3 separate regions of the Zea mays genome follow, and all the other regions are linked to region 3. Evidence: chromatin contacts called from public Hi-C data. All regions are on one chromosome and are shown on one strand. Each heading gives the region's core, a stretch centred on a gene start, on an enhancer-like site or on the middle of the called end of the contact. The rest is flanking DNA. Distances are from core to core; before and after follow the strand shown. Region 1 holds the start of LOC100283751. Region 2 holds the start of LOC100284052. Region 3 holds the start of LOC103626417 (protein PHOSPHATE STARVATION RESPONSE 3).

Region 1 (2,700 bases), core at 122-2,621, 460 kb before region 3:
GAGCATAGCATGCCTATCTGAACTCAGTTCTCGGTCACGGTACCCTCTTCAGGAGATTCACAAATGCCGGACCCAAACATAGAACAACCCAGTGCTTCTCTTCCCCTCGCACGCATCAGTAGCCCTTGAGCTGGCCGCCCAGTCCAGCTAACGCGATCCATTTCTCCAACGCCGTCGCGGACGACACGAACGCCGACTTGGAGGATTCAGGGTCGAGCTTGCTCACTGGAAAAAACCAGAGGATCCACGAAACCTGTCAGGTTCATTCATACTACGGGCACAAAGCAGGATAGGCCTTTTGCACATGTAACTACCTGATGTAAACAGTGTGGCCAGCGAGCTGTTGAAGCTGTCGACCACGTTCCTCTGCTCCGGGCTTGAGCTGAGCTGTTGTTACACACGCGGATCGAAATAGATGAGAAGAACGCTGGAGTGGAGTCCTGAAAAGACAAGGATGGTTGAGAGAGAGAGAGAGAGAGAGGAAGAACCTTGGAGAAAGCTGCATTGATGTTCTGCACCCACTGGGCGTCTGAGCTTGGTCCCAGCACGCTGCTCGCGGCTGGGAGGTCGTCGTTGTCAATGGCCTGCCCGACTTTGCTGAGCCTGTAGATGAGGTCCTGCAAATACCCTGTGGGTTTTGCGGATCAAACCACAGCACGGTTTACGGTTACTGCTGGAGAGCAAAGCTTCAGAGGTATTCTTGTCTAGTCGTAAATGGAGGGAGGAGGAAGAAGAAAAAAAAAAGAGAGAGACGAGAGCGAGCGGCTGCAACTCATGAGATGTGAACAGACCGGTCTCGGCGCCGGAGGAGCTGATGATGCCCTGCTTCTGCAGCCGCTTCTTCCTGTCCTCCTTCACGCGCTCCAGCAGCTCGATGTCGTCGTCTTCCTCGAGGACAAGCGCCCGCGCGGGGCGGTCAGCGCGGGCGGAGAACGAGGCGGCGACGGCGGCGAGCGCGCACGACGCGAGGCCGCGCCGCCGCCCGACGACGACGGCGGCGGCCTCACGCTGGTGGTCCTGACCACCGCCGCTGCTGACGCCTCTGAACGACACTGGCACGGCTCTCTTCTTGGCCTTCCCTCCTCCCGCTGCGGCAGGAGAAGGATGCTGCGCCGGCAACTCCTGCGCCGCTACCGCTACCGCCGCCGCCTTGGACGCCGGGCCGCATCCAGCGAGCGCCCATACCTCAGTGACAATGGACACCATCGCGTTATCGGCGCAGGACGCACACAGCCTTCTCCTTCCCTTCCCCCACCAGGAAGCAGCACCAAGAGGCAGAGGGGGGAGAAGCAGGCGCGACAAAAAAGCAAGCAAGGAAGCATGCAGCGCTGGCCCAACGAAAGAGTGCCCCCCTTATCCTCACTATCCTGTTTCGGCCGTCACAGCCACATAAAAGTTAGCCCACTGATCACTGAACTGGACAGCATCAGGATCTTGGCAGGCAGCCAGGCGCACACAAAATAGTCGATCCTCCACACAAAATAGAGGAGAGAGACAGACCACCACCATAAATTTCATTCATTGAATTAATAATTACTGTCTCACATACATAAACAATCTCCTTGCACATAGTTACCTACTAACTAAAGGAACCAAACAGGGCCTTAGCTGATCCTGATGTTGGACTAAGGCTCCAACAGCAATATGGATATAATCACTGCGTCTCAGTTCCATCTGTAAAATCTATATAGCCTGTGTTCTAAGGTGCGGATGAATTATGCACAGACACACTAGCCTACTCATTCTTATCTCTGGTTTCAAACTCTGCTATATAAACAATGTAGACTAGAGGCAAGGCTAGGATGTACAGAAAAAAGAGGCACATATCTTTATCACCAGAACCAGCTCCCGCGGCTGTCCACGGCCTTGACTGTGGTGGCTACGAGCGGCATGTGGCCGTACATGGCGGCGAACGCGTTGAGGCACCTTGATCTCTGCAAGCCATGGCCTTTCAGGCTGCTGATGCCGCTCGATCCAATCTCAAATATCCTTCCTGCGGTAGTATATCAAGGGACAGGGATGTGAGGAAGGTACCAGCTGCAGAGGATCATTATTATTATTATTATTCAGTTGCTACTCGAGGCTGTTGCCAATGCAGCAAGCAATGGCCAAGCAGAAAAAAAATGCCAAGGAAGTTTCAGATGAACTACAGTGACTTCTTTGCGCTAGCAGGTGGGAAGCTCAGGAAATTATGAAAGTGATAGTGGCTTCATCAGTTTTTAAATTCCAATACAGCCAAGCAACAACAAGCTCGTGTGGTCAAACAATGTAAAAAGCTACATAGTCCTCCTAATTGCAAGTATAAACCGTCCCTCTGAAATCTGAATCTAAACGAAGGATAAGGTCTGTAGACCCTACAGTGGCTGATAAAGTTTGTCACGGCCAAACAAAACAAAAAAAAGACTATCTAAGTATATTTTAACTAATAATGTCCATTAACTGAAACCGCTCTCTCAAGATTAAATTTGTGGATGCAAGAAGCAGACAAATTCAGCTGATTCGGCAGCTCTCTCTCTCTCTCTCTCTCTCTCTTTTGTCAAGAACATTTTTCTTACTCCTTGATGAAAAGGGTGCTCATTGCTCACTGACCTTGCACCCATATAGGCGGGGCTCCAGTAGCATTTGCAACAAGAAAAGCCATGGCGATGTCCTCACAGTTCCTGCCAAGCGTTACCATAGCGAAAGAGTAAGATCCATGGA
Region 2 (2,700 bases), core at 197-2,696, 400 kb before region 3:
GAACCTGGTGGCCAGCGCGCGCTGATCTTCGATCAAGGGAACAGAATCTCCCAGGTGAAACACCATGAACAATTTGTTGCTTGTCTGATGCCAAATTTTGCGGATGATATGCTATACAGAACACTATATCTACAACTTTCCTATATATGTAGGGTATCAGCTGTGCTGATGTGGCTGATATCTGTGTCAAGGCACTGCATGATTCCACTGCGAGAAACAAAAGTTTCGATGTAAGATTGTTCTCTTGCTCCCTTTCATGTACGGCAACGCTTACTCCTACTGACAATAGTATGCTGTCGTGCAATAACTGAACTTGTTGCTACGCACTCGATTAGGTATGCTACGAGTACGTCAGTGACCAAGGGAACGAGCTTTATGAACTTGTAAGTTAATGGTTGAAATCCAAAACTGATGGATCCTCACGTTCTTGTCAAGGCCATGAATTGTTGTTTCTGTTTAGTTTCGCGTTTGATAATAATATATGGCATGGACGTTTTCAGGTGGCTCATCTGCCAGACAAGGCTAACAACTATCTCGCACCAGCACTGTCTGTTCTAGAGAAGAACACCTGATTGATGCGCACCATCAGACTCGGACATGTAATATACGAGTCATACGACGTGTATATTTTCTCCTCCTGTAAAGCCATACGTTTTTCCTATACAAGCCTTGTGTCATTCACATGGTATGCCGTTTGGCCCTTCTGTAAAGATCATTGCACAGACCGACTCCAGGAAACAAAATTTTATTTTTGCAATATTGCATTGTATGATAAGTTCTCCTGTCCCCACTCCTTTTCATCTAAAACTGTAAAAGTTTGCATAATTTCACCAAGAAGAACAGTACAGTGGAAAAGAAGAGACCAATCTTTGAAGCAAAGGAAGCAGTGCACGTGCACCTGATGAAATGATGGCTGGTTTGCTCACAATCTTGAAAGAGAATGCAAAGCCTGAGGCTGCAAGAGTGGTCCGGACTCTGGAGTACTCTCTCTTTCTCTGTTGGGAAAGTTGGTTTCGGCCTGTTCTGCTGCTCAAGCAGCATACGGCAGCTCACGCCTATGGTGGACAACCAAAGATTCAGTGCTCTGATTCTTCTTGGTTTGTCTTTCTCCGGCAGATCTCTAACGAGTAGATGTTCTCTCTTCTTTTCTTTTCTTCTTTTTTTGAAAGCTTCACTCTAACCTGAAATCGGCTTTACTTAAATTTCGAGCCAACTTAATCTTCTTCTTTGCCAATTCTTTTTTAAAGAAAAGTTTGAGAGATGCCTCTAGTTTTTTTTTTGGGGGTGTGTGTTTGCGACTACAGAGTCTGAAATCACAAATCAGAGCTGTATAGGGAGCAGGTGGCGACTGAGTGACTGACAAACGTGGGGAAGATGGAGACAAAGAAACGCAAGCCTGTGGTCTACTAAAGACGGGGGCATCGCCATCGAGGGCAAACGGAGGCCACAGGATTAGCAGCTTCTCCGTGCTGCTGCGTCTCCTCCTCATCGTCCTCTCCAGTGTCCAGGTAACACCCCCCTGCCGCCAAGTGCTCCTCATCTTCTTCTCCAAGATTTGGAAGTTTTTGACTGCACACAGCAATCTCCAATCCCCCTGATTTCTCTCCCTCCGAGAACACCACTTCCGATTTTCGGTCGAACTATTCGGCATTATTAGAAGATAAGAAGATAAGATATGCTCAGGCGTCGGAGTCGTTCTCAATTGCTGACCATGTCTGTGGAATCCATCGTATTGGCGTTGACCTCCGTTGCAGCTCGGCCATGGCGTTCACCGTCTCCTTCTCCCCCGCCAACGTTCAGATGCTCCAGGCTAGGAGTGGCCACGGCCACGCCACCTTTGGAAGCTGTTCCGCCGTGCCAAGAGCCGGGCCAAGGCTGCGTTCCACGGCCGTCCGGGTCAGCAGCGAGCAGGAGGCGGCGGCGGCCGTCAGGGCGCCGTCCGGGAGGACCATCGAGGAGTGCGAGGCCGACGCCGTCGCTGGGAAGTTCCCTGCTCCCCCGCCGCTGGTTAGGCCGAAGGCCCCTGAAGGAACGCCGGAGATCAGGCCCCTTGTATGCACTCGATGGGTTTCGTCTGTGAATTTTGCGTGCTCTTACTGTAACCGCAAAATCCTGACTTGTGCATATACATATTCTTCTCCCCACGTGTTATTTAGGACATGGCAAAGCGCCCCCGTCGCAACCGCAAATCACCTGCTCTTAGGGCTGCATTCCAGGAGACGAGCATCTCGCCTGCTAACTTTGTGCTTCCATTGTTTATCCATGAAGGTTGGTAGTGGAATTCACTGACATAGAGAGTTGAACACAATTCACATCTGATATGCTGGATTTGCTCGGTGATCTGTAGGAGAAGAAGATGCTCCTATCGGAGCTATGCCAGGGTGCTATAGGCTTGGGTGGAGGCACGGGCTGCTTGACGAGGTACTGAAAGTGTTGGGGCCTTGAGGGTTATCTCGTATCCTGAATGTTTGTTTGCAATGTTCTTTTCGATGAATTTACTGGAGACAAATTCACGTGTTTATTGCTTGGATCAATAGTATTAAGTAACTCTTCAAACTGATGGTATGTGCAGGTTTACAAGGCCCGCGATGTTGGTGTTAATAGTTTTGTTCTCTTTCCTAAAGTTCCCGATGCATTGAAGGTCTATAAACAAATACAACAAATTTCTTGCTTGTCTGTGTCTTAGGCAGAGTAGCTTAC
Region 3 (2,700 bases), core at 195-2,694:
CAACTGCACATGACAATCGATGTTGACGGTTATTAGAACAACGTGATACTGCAAATTCTACTGTTTGGAATGTGAATACCAAATACCGCAAAAATAATACATGAAGAAGCTTGGTTATGCCCATATATAAATATCCATGTTTCTGGAGCTTTTTGTTCAGGTAAGCGGTACTTCTGACCTCTGGTTGACTAACAGGTGGCCATTTGTAACAGTATTTAGATAAAACACCTAGGAAGCCAAAAAGGTCCACATGGCCAAGAAACTCACAGTAAAGATTGGATACGGTTGCTGGATGATAGAAGGGGGCAAAAAAAAGTAAAGGACGAAGAACTCTAAAAATCCAGAGAAAACTGTTGTTGCTGAAGGAGGAAACTTCCACAGACTGTTCATGAGCTGCAGTTAAATTCTCGCTTAATACTAAGCAAGCAAGCAACCACAACCAACCAAATGTGTTTATTTCTTCCGGCAAATGAAACGATGAAAGGGAAATAAAATAAGGGTGGTTTGCAAAAGGCTAGATTCGAGATTCCACAAAGCGTCCCGGAAAATCAACCCATTTTATGAGGTGAGTGCGTGCTGTGCTGTGCTGCGGTGCCCGTCAGCGTCAGTCAGTGAGGCATGCTGCTGTACACGCCCATAGCTCTGCTCAGGTGCCTGCCGTGCCGGTGCTACACTCACAGCTGCAGAAGACAAGTCGGGGAAACCTGGCATGCGGTTGGTGAACAGGCCTCGAGGAGACCTCAAGAAACCAACAGAAAATCAGCAACGTGCAGCACTCGCCAAAAACAGTTGACTGAAACATGCATGGGGGGGACGGGTTCCGAGCAGGAAAGATGGGATAAGTTAAAGACAAACCAAGGATGAGGCTTCTCTTCTCTGCCTGTCGAGGTTGACGTGCCCAGGAAACAAAGATCACTACCGCTAAATCTGGCGCGAGAAACCGTCTGAAGCCGAGGACCCCAAGAGATCGGCGGCGTGCAGTGCCAGTGCTGATAGGAGGAGGAGGAGGAGGAGGAGGAGGAGGAGGCGGAGGATCTTTGTAACCTCGTCTTACCTGGAACTCCACTCCGGCGATGAGACGGGTTGCGGGAGATTCAGAATCTGGAGGCTCCCCGAGTGACTTCTCTCACTCCACCCACCCGTCTCCAGTCTCTCCACTCTTATCCAAGACCAAATCTCTCTCCCTCTCTCTCTCGTCAGGGGCTATAGGTGCCGTGCCTAAATCCTACCTCTCTTCTTGCAGATCATTGGCTCGGTGCGGTGCCCCCTTTCTTGGTGCGCACCATCCATCCCTGGTCTGGTTGGTTGGTTGGCTGGCTGTTTTGCTTCCGGTCGTCGTCTTCTGCGTGGGGGGAGGGAGAGTTAATAATGGGCAGCCTCCCTCCCTCCCTCCCTCGCTGCATTTCCGGTTCCGTTTTCTGATTTGGTTATTTCTCGAGATCTGTCCGCATCTCCTCTCCTCTCTCTCCACCTCTCTCTCTCTCCACCAGCCGAATTTTTTATTTTGCTTTTTTTTACTATGTACTATAAACCCTGAGACTGAAGGCTGACGGCACAACCATTTACGGTAAATTCCCTACAAGCCCATTTTGGGTTTAGTGGCGGTACGCGTCAATGGTGTCAGCAGCCATACTTTGCCCTGTGTTTTTTCTTTTTACTGGGATCAGCATGTTGCCATCTTGAAACGATGTGTGCCTGCCAACTTGCTGTTGGAGTACTAACTAATTGTTCTGCGGCAAACCATGTGCGACGGTCCACAAATTTGGGTGGATTTGCCATAAACTAAGGGTCGTTTGGTGACCATAGGAGGGATCCATAAGGAAGAATTCCTTCACTATTTAGAGCTGGTTTGGCGAAAGGAAAAATTAGGGATCTGTGGAGAGGAATTTTTCAGCTACTTTTGGATCCCTCCAATTCTTTTTCCACCAAATCTGCTCTAAGGACAGATTTAGTGGACAGGAAAATAAAGGAGATATCTTTTCCATGGATTTCTTTTATTTCTCTGTCCTCCAAACGAGTTCTAAGGGCTAATTTGGCTACCAGTGATTACAGGAGAATTGGAGGATATTGAAAAGGAAATTAATTCATTTTCTTCTCAATTTTTTTTCCAATCCATATGATTCTGTTGTCACCAAATTAACCCTAGAGACTGGTTTGGTAGAAATAAATATATCATCTCAATTTCTGTGGTCACTAAACTAGCCCTATTATGATCCCCTCGCAGTACAGTAGCGGAGCGGACGCTAGCGGCCGTTCACGAATCCAGCCAGCGTGCGACTCCTCTATCTATTGGGCGCGAAGCTGGAGCCACCCATGAGGCAGGAATGGATAATTGGCGACATGATTAGCAGTGCAACAGGAACGATGGAAACGCGTGCATAAACAAACTATGGATCCATCTCCTTTCGACGTCAGAGCCTTTTACCGCGCGCCGCCGGGAGAACGGAATATGCGGCGGCATATCGCGAGAGAGCGGCGTATCACGTCGAGGTCACTTCTTGGCTACGGGCGGCTGCTGAGGCGAGGACCGCCGCTGCCAGACCACACTACACATCACTGGGCGTCTGGGGCCACCCGCTGCCCGGAACGACGGGTCGCTTTCCCCGCAAAAGGCAGTGATCGAGTAGCCAGGAGCCGCCGCGGACGCCAAACCAGACGCGATGCCTTGCAGCCGCACGCCCCCGGGCCCGGGGTCCCGGC

Evidence for each region. Hi-C and Micro-C count contacts between places; a contact is called where the count stands out from the background.
Region 1: a Hi-C map of tassel shows a contact between it and region 3, with 2.5 times the contacts expected there. The contact joins the promoter of LOC100283751 here to the promoter of LOC103626417 in region 3. A contact is called at or near these places in 5 of 25 Hi-C or Micro-C datasets (bundle sheath, ear, endosperm and 2 more).
Region 2: a contact with region 3 is called in a Hi-C map of endosperm, with 3 times the contacts expected there. The contact joins the promoter of LOC100284052 here to the promoter of LOC103626417 in region 3. A contact is called at or near these places in 3 of 25 Hi-C or Micro-C datasets (ear, endosperm and tassel).

The regions. Positions count from the first base shown.
Region 1 is chr5:60,406,532-60,409,231 of Zm-B73-REFERENCE-NAM-5.0, reverse strand. LOC100283751 reads right to left here and starts at 1,371. Exons shown (of 4, transcript NM_001367171.1): 1 at 792-1,371; 2 at 489-628; 3 at 315-387; 4 at 1-225. The coding sequence starts at 1,206. The coding sequence ends at 116.
Region 2 is chr5:60,344,051-60,346,750 of Zm-B73-REFERENCE-NAM-5.0, reverse strand. LOC100284052 reads left to right here and starts at 1,446. Exons shown (of 13, transcript NM_001370614.1): 1 at 1,446-1,508; 2 at 1,755-2,052; 3 at 2,157-2,268; 4 at 2,348-2,421; 5 at 2,573-2,641. The coding sequence starts at 1,762. It overlaps LOC100501691, which reads left to right. Exons shown (of 13, transcript NM_001196366.2): 10 at 1-54; 11 at 153-230; 12 at 336-383; 13 at 501-775. The coding sequence ends at 572.
Region 3 is chr5:59,946,474-59,949,173 of Zm-B73-REFERENCE-NAM-5.0, reverse strand. It overlaps LOC103626417 (protein PHOSPHATE STARVATION RESPONSE 3), which reads right to left and starts at 1,444. Exons shown (of 7, transcript XM_035959046.1): 1 at 1,055-1,444.